Regions from separate parts of the Mus musculus genome. Here region 2 is linked to region 1. A link is a contact called in public promoter capture Hi-C data. All regions are on one chromosome and are shown on one strand. The core of a region is the stretch at or near the end of the contact, and the rest is flanking DNA. Distances in the headings are between cores, read along the strand shown.

Region 1 (6,361 bases), core at 2,897-5,396:
GGAGGCTCAGAGGTTGGAGATCATCCAAGTTGAAGGCTAGCCTGGGCTACATGAGTTCCTGTGGAAAAGAATAGGAAACAAAAAGAAAAGAAAAGCAAGGAGATTAGCTCACACCTTTAATCGCAGCACTCGGAAGGCAGAGGCAGGCAGATTTCTGAGTTCAAGGACAGCCTGGTCTACAAAGTGAGTTCCAGGACAGCCAGGGCTACACAGAGAAACCCTGTCTTGAAAAACCAAACCAAACCAAACAACAGCAACAAAAAAAAAAAAACCCTGTGGCTCGGAGCATAAGAGTTGTGTGCTAAGTAGTTTTATGCCAACTTGAGACTAGATAAAGTTATCTGAAAGGAGGGAACCTCAGTTGAGAAAAAGCCTCTCTAAGATCTGGCTATTTTCTTAATTAGTGATGGTTGGGGGAGGGCCCAGCCCACTGGTCTGGTGGTCCTGAGTTCTTTAAGAAAGCAGGCTGAGCAAGCCATGAGGAGCAAGCCAGTAAGCAGCATCCTCCACCACCTCTGCATCAGCTCCTGCCTCCAGGTTCCTGCCCTGCTTGAGTTTCTGTCCTGACTGCCTTCAATAAGTGGATTATGATGTAGAAGTGTAAGTTGAATAAACCCCTTTGTCCCCAAGATGCGTTTTGGTCTTGGTGTTTCAGCACAGCAATGGAAACCCTGACTAAGACAAACTGCAAACCAAATTCCATCTCTGTTCAAATAGGAAGCAACCCTGTAAGTACAACTTCAACTTGAAGTAATGAAAAGAAACCCTGCATTAAATCTGACAAAATGCAAAGGGGGCACCTGCCTTTCTTCTCTTTTCTCTCTGGACCTCATGGAAGACATTTCCATATCCTGTGGATTTGCTGTATCAAACCTGTCGCATCAGTCCTTTCTGGACTAGCCCCTGACTGACCCTGTGGCCTCTCATTGTCAGGCTTATATTTGAAGGGAAATTCCTGTGGTGGGCAGAGCATAAGAAGGAGTTCAAGGTCTGGGAATTTTCATCCTGGAGATGATATCAACTATCTTCCTCCTCCTCTTTTTCTTCTTCCTCCATTTTGAGATAAGGTCTCCTATGTAGCCCTGGCTGGCCTGAAACTCACTATATTCAGCCTAGGCTGGCCTGCAACTCACAGGGGTTCCTTGCTTCTGCCTGGAGAGTGCTGGGATTCAAAGTGTCAGCAACTATGCTTCAACTTTTTGCAGGGGGCGGGGGGGGGGGGTTAGGAGGGCAGTTAGGATCTCATGATTCCTAGATTGACCTTTAACATTGCTGCATATTCAAGACTGGCCTTGAACTATTGAGTCTTTTTTTTTTTAAGATAAACTACTTTATTGAAACTTTAACAGTTTTTAAAAATATTTTTAAAGATTCATGTATTTATTATATGTAAGTACACTGTAGCTGTCTTCAGACACTCCAGAAGAGGGAGCCAGATCTCGTTACGGATGGTTGTTTTTGTTTGTTTGGTTTTTGGTTTTTTGAGACAGGGTTTCTCTGTGTAGCCCTGGCTGTCCTGGAACTCACTTTGTAGACCAGGCTGGCCTTGAACTCAGAAATCCACTTGCCTCTGCTTCCCAAGTGCTGGGATTAAAGGCGTGCGCCACCACCGCCCGTTACGGATGGTTGTGAGCCACCATGTGGTTGCTGGGATTTGAACTCCGAACCTTTGGAAGAGCAGTCGGGTGCTCTTACCCACTGAGCCATCTCACCAGCCCAATTCTTTTTTATGTATATAACATTTTATTTATTTTGTGTGACATAATTTAAAATTATTATTTTATTTTATGTGTATGTACCATGCCTGCATGTATGTCTGTGTTTCACCTGGGTACCTGGTGCCCTAATAGATTAGAAGAGGGCATCCAACCCTGGAACTGGAGTTATGTGGGGAGCGGGTGTGGCGGCAGTCCCAAAGGCGCCAGGGACTGCAGCTAAGTCATATGACTTGCACCTGACTTCCTCATATAAGACACAAACATCTTGAGTGCTGCGAAGGTGTACCAGGATACAGGTGAATCCAATTTGGTGGAGATTTGCCCCTGCTGCCCTGATTAGCTGAAGCTGCGTGCCTGGTGAGGGGGCATGGCCTGCGGTGCGTGGATGAGAGAGAGTATAAAAAGGAGTGAGAGGCCCAGGGTTCGGGGGAGATATAAAAACAAGGGAGATATATAAACAAGGGAGATATAAAAACAAGGGAGATATAAAAACAAGGGAGATATAAACAAGGGAGATGTAAAAACAAGGGAGATATATAAACAAGGGAGATATAAAGAAAGAAGAAACAGGACTGAATAAACGTGTGCAGAAGGATCCTGCTGTGGCGTCGTTCTTGCTGGCGAGTTGGGGGCGCGCTCAACAGAGTTAGAAATGGTTATAGGCTGATATGTGGGTACTTGGTCCTCTGCAAGTGCAGCTGGTGCTCTTAACCACTGAGCCATCTCCCCGGCTTCATAACATACTTAAGAAAAGGAAATGTGGAGGGTGATTTTTACACGTGTTTATGTGTTTTGTGTATGTGCATGTGCTTATATGTTCACTGCATGTTTGCTGTTGCCCATGGAAGCCAGAAGAGAGCATTGGATTCTATGGAACAGGAGGTACAGGTAGTTGGGAGCCATCTGATGTGGGATGCAAATCCCCAAATTCTACAAAAGTAAGGAGTGCTTTTATCTGTGGAGCCATCTGTCCAGGCCTCCTCCTTGGCCAGGTCACTTGATTTGCTTGTGGTCAAGTTTCCATACTGGAGGCCAGTTGGATACCAAGAGCAAATGATACTGAGGGTCACAGCGCACTGCTGTCACATTAAGCAGCTGCCACCATCAGCTCCTTCAATCTTCAAGCAAATTCTTTAAGATAGGGACCATGTTGTTCCCAGTTACAGAGGAGGAAACTAAGACTTCATTTATGTCATGGAGGTGTCTGTGGTCATAACTGTGGTTAGTGGCTGCATGAGATCCACTGCCCTTAGCCAGTGAGTGGAAGAGAAGGAGAGGAGAAAGGGGCTCTGGACCGAGGTGACCAGACAGGTGGGTTTGGGGTGTTACTGAATAAAGTGGTGGCTGTTTCCATGAACTTGGGAGGTCAGTTGAAAGGGGGTGAGGGAGAAGTCTCTCCCAGTCCAGGAGACAGCAGCATGCAGGTGCCGCTGAGGAGAAAGACAATCGTGTCACTTGGCTGACAGTGGACCTCACACATGCAGGTGGTTCCACACGGTTAGATAGCCCAGGTCCATTTTAGTTTGTGTGACTATGCATTGTGGTGTTTGATAGTCTAAGGGACACTTTTCATAGAACATGTACTCCTCCTTAATATGTAATTGTAGGGATCTGGAGAGATGGCTCCCTGCTGAAGAGCTCGTGCTCTTCTTGCAAAAACCCAGGTTGTTGCCAGCACCCACGTAGGAGCTTACACCTTTCTACAACTCCAGTTCCAAGGATGTCTGGTCCCCCATGGGACAGGGTCATACCTGAGGGCAAAACACTCATTCGCATAGATAAAAACTTGTCTTCAAAGGATATAACTGTACAAGGTCACATGGGGTGGATGCCTGGTGGATGCTTGGGAGAGAAGACGTGAAGGACTGGCATTGCCAAGGGCAGATCCAAATGCTAACAGGATGCCTCAAGGATGGAAGATGTTCGGATCGCACTGGTCGATGGAAGCAGGGAGGCGAGAGGAAAGGGAAATTTAGAGGCCACAGACAACTCTAATGGAATTGATGGTGGAGGGGGAGAGAAGAGGCAGATGGGGAATTCCCGAGGTGGCAGATTCAAGAAAGATGTTGGTGTGTTTTAATATGGCAGGGACCTGATTGTTTGTGGAGAGGACTGAGCCAATTTAGAAAAGATGGAGTTGGTGGAGTCCTGGCCAGGTCTCCAGAACCTGAGATGGTTGAGGCTCTGGAGGATAAAGGACCCAGACAAGCTTGCCCGGGGAAAGGATGGGGCTGAGGGCCAGGAGGAAGGCTTTGATCTTGGAGGCAAGGAGGAAAGGGACTTCGAATGGACTTCTGCTCTTCACACAGAAAGTAGTCCCGTACCCCGAGATGCCCCCGGGACTTCCCAGCTGGGGCGTCTGGTCAAACTCAGAATGCAGACCCAGGGTGGGCACAGAAGATCCGCCCCTGACCGGGCGGAGCTGGACAGTTCCTCCCCACAGTGCTCTCAGGTGACAGGCCTGCAGGTCCCCGCCCCGGCCCGTCTAGCTGCGTTTTCGGGAGATCCAGTCCGAGGCTCCGAAAGCAGCCCCCGCCATCGGTGCTTGGACCCCCGCTCCAGAACCCGCTGTTCGCCATGACCGCCGTGCCCGCGCCCCGCAGCCTGTTCGTTCTCCTCCAGGTGCTGTGGCTCGCCCTGGCTCAGATCGTAAGTCCTGTCACTTCTCTGTCTCCGCCGTCCCTGGTGCAGAGCCTGGGTTTAGGATCCTGGAGTCTTTAGGACCTGTTCTAGTCTGTCCCTAGCCTGAGGGGCAGCTGAGGACAGAGCCGCTGGGGTGATGCATACCCGGCAAACCGCTCGCGGTGAAGGGAGATTGACTAGTCCGGGAACCAGAGGGACCTTGCCTCGGGATGCTTGGCCTTGCCTGGGACAGGCAGCGTCGAGCAGGAGATGGCGCGGGGGCCTGGCAGTGGAGAGAGCCCAGGTGGTGCGGAGACAATGGTGGCTATTCAGTCGACAGCGGAGCCTCCGCCCCCGGAGTCTCCTAAGGGACCCAGGCTCCAGCCAGACTTCCCTGTCGCCCCAATATGTCCGTTTCCTGACTGTGGGCTTCTGCCTCACTTCGCAGGGACAGCTGGGCCCTAGGAAAGAGATGCCCGGTTTAGGACCAAATGGGGATGCTGGGCCCGCTCACCAAGCAGTGCTAGTGTAGGGGTACAGTTCGCCTGTGAGGCGCCAGCCTGGCACATCTTAACCTGGGGAGGGCACCTGGCGCCAGCATCTGGCACGCGTGGACTTCCTGAGTCGGGGCTGGTTCGCTACCTTAGGGAGGATTGGGTGGGAAGAGTCCCAGCTTTCCTTCTTCTCTGAGGTCTCTTTACCTGCACCAGGGACGAGGGAGAGGTGCCAGTTCACCGCTATACCTGTTGTTGGTTAGAAAACAGCAATAGTTCGAACGGCCATCGTTGGCTAGGTGCCATCTTGCACATCATCTGTGATTTGAGCAAATGATGTCTTCATCTATTTCCTATCGTGACAGTGCAAAGACCGTGTGACCCAGGGGAAGAAGCCAGCCAACCTAGGGTGTAATCACGGTTTCAGCATTCACTTGCAGTGATCACGAGCCTTGAGTCTTTTTGTGTTTCCTCACCCTCTGCTTGTCACCCCTAATAGTACCCCCCCCCGAGTTCTGAGTAGTTCATAAAGTAACAGAGCATAATGGCACACAGTGCCTGACACACAGTAGCTGCTCAACAAACTCCCCATGAAGCACCATCTCCTTGGGGAGATGCTGCCCTAGTCACCTTTGCTCTCGGGGTCTCCAGCAGCCCCTGGGAGCCCAGTTCTGCGTACTGTCTGAGGGCTGCACTCTTGTGTATTTTCAGAGAGGTCCACCAGGGGAGCCGGGTCCTCCAGGGCCACCAGGGCCACCAGGAGTGCCTGGTTCAGATGGCATCGACGTGAGTATCTAACTTCAGACTTGAGAGGAAGCAGGGCTATCCACAAAGGAGAACTTTATGAGCGCAGGGGTGGGGATGCCTGGAAGTTTAGCGCCCCCTGTTGCCAGCAGGCGGTGCCTGCAGAGACCACAAGGAGTCTGTTTGTTCAGAGAAAACCCCAAACCAGCCTTGAAATGTGGGAGTCTGTCAAAACCACCCAGCAACAAGGGCCTGCTGTTCTGCTGTTGGCCTCGGCTCACAGCGTGTCCTTATCCCCCTCCCTCTCTTCCTCCTCTTCGTGCTGTCCCCTGACACACTACATGCCTCTTTAAGGTAGCTGGAGAACCTCGTGTAGACTGGCTGAGCAGCTTGGGACCACACTCCTGTCTCTCCCTTTTGCTTTTAGCTCCCCTGTTTAGAATCAGCTGGGCTTGTCTTCTGCTCTCCCAGTGTGCTGAGGGTTAACCACCTCATTCTGGAAGCTCCCCCAGGAGGTCGGCTGGATGTTTACGGTTTGGACAGACTTCTATTCAGTCTGGTGCCCCCACCCCCAAACGCAGGGCGCTGGGCCCCAGCCAGGCTCTTGCTGCAGGCTGCGGAATGCCTGGGGGCCTCTCTGGGGCTAAATCTGACTCCACGGCCCTGCCCGGCTCCTACCAAGGGTCCTTTGTCACACGGAAAAGAGACCTTTCTTAAGAACATTTTGAATCTACCCCCAAGTTGGCCCCCTTGATCCTTGCTCTGTCCTGAGTCTCTGGTTTT
Region 2 (6,361 bases), core at 2,623-5,122, 1.9 Mb after region 1:
ATGCACTTTAGGTGTTTGTGCCCCCTTTTTTTGGGAGGCAGCTATTTGAACAGTCATGTTTTTGTATGAACAGGGTTTTAATCTTGGGTTTCTACCTAGGAATAGCAATAAGTCTATTCTTGATGTTTTCAGGAACAGCCCGGCTGTCCTCTGCAACAGCTGCAGCACCAACCCCTCTCCCCAACCCCGGCAATGGATTGGGGTTCTAAGCTCATATTTTCTCTAACACTTATCTCTTAGAGTTACAGCTTTCCTAATGTTCCTAATGTTCCTGTGTTCTGTTACAACTTTCTGCTTGTTTTTGTTAAGATTTATTTTATTTCTTTAGCACTTGGGAGGCAGAGGCAAGTGGATCTCTGAGTTCGAGGCCAGCCTGGTCTACAAAGAAAGAGAGAGAATTCTAGGACAGCCAGGGATACACATAGAAACCCCATATTGGAAAAACAAACAGGTCACCTTCTAGTCACTCGCCTTGATGGACTAATTGAAAGTCAATCCCAACGAGCTGGAAAAAATGAACCTCTTGCTTTTGCATCAGAAAAAGAAAAAAAGAAAGATAAACGAATAAATAAAAAAGATTTACTTTTTTCATTTAATTATATGCATGTATGTATGTTTTCACATGGATATGTGTATGCACATGAGTATAGGTACTTACAGGGGCCAAAAGATGGTGTCATATCTTGAAGCTATAGTTACAGGTGTTTGTGAACCACCTGATGTGGGAGTTGAGATTTGAACTCAGGTCCTCTGGGAAAGTAATTCATGCTCTTAACCACTGAACCATCTCTCCAGTCCTGTTTTTTGTTGTTTGCTTTTTTTAAAAGGAAAGATTTATTTGGATTAGTCATTATGGCTTTGGTTTGCATTTTTCTAATGGCTAATAGGATTTGTGCTTTGTACTGTGTGTGTGTGTGTGTGTGTGTGAGAGAGAGGGGGGGGGTATGACAATTACTTTGATACATTGAGCAATGTATTTATAGATAATGTATTGAGGAAAACAATAAAATCCATGAAAAACTGGTTCTTTACTATACTCTCACATCTTTTATTGATTGGTACCCTCCACAAGAAACACTCAATTTTACTTCCTTATAAGCTTTTGAAGGATGAAATCGCCTTCTCTCCACATCCTTGTATCTGTTTGAATCTGTCTTTCTCTGCCTGGACTCCAGTAACAGTATGTCATGGACTGAATGGCTTAGAGAACGAAAAGATACTTGCCCACAGTCCTGGGAGCTGGCAAGTTTAAAATCAAGGTATTGGATGATTTGGTTCCTGGTGAGCCATTGCCTCCTGCTTTGCAAGCTGCTATCTTCTTTCTGGGTTTTCAGTGACCTTCCTTGGTGAGTACTTGTGTGGAGGTGGGAAGGTGTTCAGTTGCTGTTTCTCACAGAACACTGATCTGACCAGATTAAGGCTCCAACCTTAGGAGTGCCCTTCATTACTCCCTTACAGGAGTCATCTCCAAGAGCAACCACATTGGGAGTGAGGGCTACGGCCTCACATATGAATTTAAGCACCAGTGCCATTTTAACACGTTTCCTAGGACCTTTTCGTTGTATTTTTGGTTTGGCTTGCTTTTGTTCTTTGTTTTTATGCAGCCCTGGCTGGCCTGGAACTCTCTACATAGACCAGGCTGACCTCAAACTCACAGAGTTATGTCTGACTCCAGAGTGCTGGGATTAAAGGCGGGTGCTGCTATATCCAGCTCTCCTAGAACCTTCTTAAGAAAGTCTTGGTTTTTTTGTTTTTGTTTTTGTTTTGTTTTAGACAAAGTCTTGTGTTACCCAGTCTGTCTGGCCTCCAACTTAATATGTAAGCCAAGGATGGCCTTGAATCCTGATCCTCCTGTCTCTGCCTGCCAAGCACTAGAATTGCAGGCATGTGTCGCCAGGCCCTGCTGTAAGAAACTCTCTCCCCCACTTGATTCAGACCCAAAGAAATCAGCTTGGGGACTGGAGTGGGAACTGCCTTTGCAGAGGATGTGAGTCTGACTTGCAGCAGCACACATACTGTGTGGCTCAGTCGCTTGTAACTCCAGCTCCAGGTGATCTGGTGCCATCTTCTGGCCCCCAAGGGCACCTGCATTCCTGTGCACATACCCACATACAGATATACATACACATAATTTAAAAAATAAAATACAAGGCTGAAGAGATTGCTCGGTACTGTATTCATTCCTCTTGAAACCCGGAATCAGGCAGCTCTCACCATGTGTAACACCAGCTCCAGAGGATCCGATGCCCCCTTCTGGCCTCCATAGGCACCGACACACATACATACATAGACATACACAGATGCATAAGTAAAAGTAAATTTAAAAAAAAAAAACAACTCTTTAAAAATAATAAAATGAATCTTTAAAAAAAAATTAGTCTGGGGCAGGAGAGATGGCTCAGGGGTTAAGAGCACTGATTGCTCTTCCAGAAGTCCTGAGTTCAATTCCCAGCAACCACATGGTGGCTCACAACCATCTGTAATGGCATCTGATTCTCTCTTCTGGTGTGTCTGAAGAGAGCAATGGTGTATTCATGTACATAAAATAAATAATAAATCTAAAAATATTCATCTGAATTGATAGTTTCCTTTTTTTAAGAAATCAGTCTGACCAATGTGGTGGTATATTCCTTTAATCCCAACACAAGGAGGCAGAGGTGAGTTTGAGGCCAGCCTGGTCTACATATGGAGTTCTAGTCCAACCAGGGCTACATAACAAGACCTTGTCTCAAAAACAAAACAACAACAACAAGCTCCCAAAACAAAACAGCAGCAGCAACAACAACAACAACAAAAAATCAATCTGTGCTTGATTAGGTTTTAACTGTTTATGTAGAAGCTCAGTTGTATGCTTGAGAAAAAAATCCAAGGGTCAGAGGAGGCACCAAAGAACAAATTCATCAAAAGGACTGACTTGAAAAGGCAAGGAGAGAGAGAGCCACAGGGACCATACTACACAGCAGGAAGACACTGTTCACATCGCAGTCCACACAAACCACAGTTCCTAGAGGTTTGTATACTGCATGCTATTGCTATTACGGTGTCTGTGTGTATGAAGTATGTTGGTGCCACTGTGCATGTGTGGAGACCAGAGGACAAGTTTCTGGAATCCACCACTGGTTAAGTCCAGGGATCAAACTCAGGCCCCTCTGGCTTCCAGAGCAAACGCTTTTACTTGAGCCCTCTTGCCTGCCTGTAGCACCCATCTTATAAAGCCACACCTTAGGGAGTAGTTCTGAGTTCAATGTGTCAGAAACTCCTGGCATCTTCCCAGAAAGCTTTCCTAACTTTGCACACTGTGGAGGCATGCTGGGGAGAAAATTGCCAATGAAGGTGTATTGAAAAATCTTGATCATTGCAATTTCACTCACTTCTGCCCCCTCCTCTTTGCTTTGGTATTCTCCCCGCTGAGCTAATGTCAAAGGAGTTCCCTGGCTACCAGTAACAGGAACCAGCTCTGACAAATTTAAGAAGGGGCATAAAGCTGATCGTGGTGGCTCATGCCCTCTAATCCCTTCATACTTGGGCTAGCTAGCAAGATCTTATGTCAAAATTTAAAATATTTATTGAAAGAAAAAACGTGAAAGATTCATAGACTCGGTACAATCCGGAAAAACTTGCAACCAGAGCAGTCGAGTGTTATATTAAAATATACAGGGTCGTGCTGGTTCCAGATATGCAGATTACAGACAAATCTCTTAATACCGCTACCTACCCTGGCGTTAATCAGCTCCGCGTGGTTTTTGCCCTTTCGTCTCCCACTATTTTTTTTTCCCAAGAGGAAGCACTCCCAATCGGCTTTGTTGTGATGGGATGTCATCCTCTGACAAGAGGGGCTTTGAACCGTGACTGACAGCCCCACGGAGACAGTGTGCAGTGTGGGAAGGGCCTTCTCCAAAAGAAAGAGATAGAACGCTGATAGAGGAAAACAACAGATGTCCTCCGCATTCCAACTGCGGGTTGCCAAGCAACATCTTCCCACGTTTTAAAATACCATATACAAGTTTTAAAATGCTTCTGTCTAACATAATATGATTATTTCAAAGGCAAACAAAAGACACACTCAGCTCCTTCCAAAAAGACACAACCCGTGTCCAGCAATGGCATCCATCCCCAACCCCCACACACCCTGGGTCCCGTCATGATCCTCCTCCATCCCCGATCCCCACACACCCTGGGTTCCATCATGATCCTCCTCCTTAGAAATCTGTGGACAGACAACAAATTTAACCAACACACACACACACACACACACACACTATACACAACACACATAATTCTAAGATGAGAGAGGGATAATTACCTTTTTGGGGAGTGGTAGGGGACCTCGAGACAGGGTTTCTCTGTGTGGCCCTGACTGTTTTGGAGCTCGCTCCATAAACCAGGCTGGCCTCAAACTCAGAGATACACCTGCCTCTGTCTCCCAAGTGCTGGGATTAATGATGTCCACCACCGAGCTAACTGCCTTGTAAATATATATATATATAACTTTATGCATAGTATTATATGTAACTTACACTTCTACAAAAAAAAATGATACATAAAAGAAACGGTATGCTCCCCACTTACAGTCAGTCTTACCCCTAATATGTGTAGGTTTCATATGGTTGGTTGGTTGGTTGTTTAGTTCGGAGTTTGGATTTGTTTTCTTTTGTTTTGACCTGGGAAGGATGGGGGGGGGGTCTTTTTGGTGGAGGTAGGGGCTGGCCTGGAACTTTGTATGTAGACCAGACTGGCCTTGAACTCACAGAGATCCTCCTGATTCTGTCTCCAGATTACTGGAATTAAACACGTGTGCCACCACACCTGACTTTATTTTCGTTTTATGTTTTTGTTTGCTTGTTTGTTTTGTTGAAATTATACGATACCAGCGAAGGGGAATTGTTATCATATGTGCAGTGCTTATACAGGCCAGAAGAGGGCAGCAGATCCCTTGGAGCTGGAGTTACAAGTGGTTGCAAAGCTCCCTTCTCCCCCTCGTGTGGGTGCTAGGAACCTTACTTAGATCCTCTGGAAGAGCAACAAGCACTCTTGGCTATTGGGGTATCTCTCTAACCCCTCACCCTGGCATAATTCGGTCCTCCCATCCCCAGTCCATGCCATCTGGCCATTGGCTGGCCAGCACCTTATTTGGTTTAGTGTTTTGCCAGGTGGGCTGTGGAACTCAGCCATCAAAGTAGCTCGTAACGATTCCCACCCGCCTGATATCCACACCCTTGTGTAGTGTCCTCCCACCTGAAGTATACGCCAGAATATTTCCAGATGTTGGAATAGCATTGCTATCTGTTCTCTCATACTTACCACCCTGGATTTCAGTGCCGCACTCGCTCCGGACCCTGGAGATTTCGCTGTGTTATGAATCAATTCTGTACCTCTTGGCTTTTTAACCCATTGTGGCTAAGCATTCAGAACAATGACGTTTTCAGGTTATCTAATCTGCAGGGTCACTGACGTTGGAAGACTGTGTGTTCACTTTCCTATCTTCCGAGTAGAATGAAAACTCTGTACGATCAGGGAAGACACTCTCACAACTGTGCTCGGGTGACCTGGGACCCAGAGGCATTCATTTCATGGTTAGTGAGTGAATAAGAGAAACCAAGGACAGAAGAAGTGATGTGACTGTCATGTGCTGTCTTTTGCTGGAAAAAGGTAGTGGGCACTTTTTGTTTTGTTTTGCTTACACAGGAGATCATTACATTAATTAGTTTATTTTAATTTGAATAATGGAAAGGCACATAGAAGACTGCTGTCTGCCGGACACGATTCTCTTTCAGAGCTGCAGACACTTGATCCTTGAGACAAATATCATTGTTTAACCCACAAATAAAGAAATCTTGAGTTTACTTCTATTGATTGCTTTGTTTTGTTTGTTTTCTTAAGTCTGAGAAAGCTTCCAGGGGAAGTGGAATTTGGCTAGGCTGACTTAGTTTTGGTACTGACAGGACATAGATATCTACTTATTAGCGGAAAAGGAACAAAATTTACCTGCCCACATGTTCTTTGCATTGGTAATTATAGAGTCCACCCCTTGACTGAGTTGAAAATTTGAATTGTTTAGACTCACACCCCATACACTGGGGCATTTGAGCTGGTCAGTTTTATAATCAAAAGAAATTCCTGGGGCTGGAGAGATGGCTCAGCGGGTAAGAGTGCTCGCTGATCTTGCAAAGTCTGGGAGTTCAGTTCCCAGCACCCATGTCAGATCTCTGTAACTAAGGGAATCTGATGCTTCTGACCTCCACAGTTACCTGCAGACTTATGCACATACACACCCACACACAGACATCCATGCACACACCCACACATACACTTACAAACCCACATATAGACACACACGCACATACTCACATGTAGACACACA

What was found. Promoter capture Hi-C pulls out the DNA fragments that hold promoters and counts their contacts.
Region 2: a contact with region 1 is called in a promoter capture Hi-C map of hippocampal neurons, with 7 times the contacts expected there. The contact joins the enhancer-like site here to the promoter of Col9a2 in region 1. A contact is called at or near these places in 7 of 39 promoter capture datasets (cranial neural crest, frontonasal cranial neural crest, hippocampal neurons and 3 more).

The regions. Positions count from the first base shown.
Region 1 is chr4:121,035,420-121,041,780 of GRCm38.p6, forward strand. It overlaps Col9a2 (collagen, type IX, alpha 2), which reads left to right and starts at 4,147. Exons shown (of 32, transcript NM_007741.2): 1 at 4,147-4,367; 2 at 5,546-5,620. The coding sequence starts at 4,296.
Region 2 is chr4:122,905,834-122,912,194 of GRCm38.p6, forward strand. No RefSeq gene overlaps it. Among named protein-coding and RNA genes, the nearest start is that of Cap1, 23 kb to the left of the region's middle. Within about 2 kb of position 3,873, at least 30 of the 459 cell types and tissues checked have an H3K27ac peak or open chromatin away from gene starts, as enhancers often do. A contact at or near this core is called in hippocampal neurons, where this site is marked.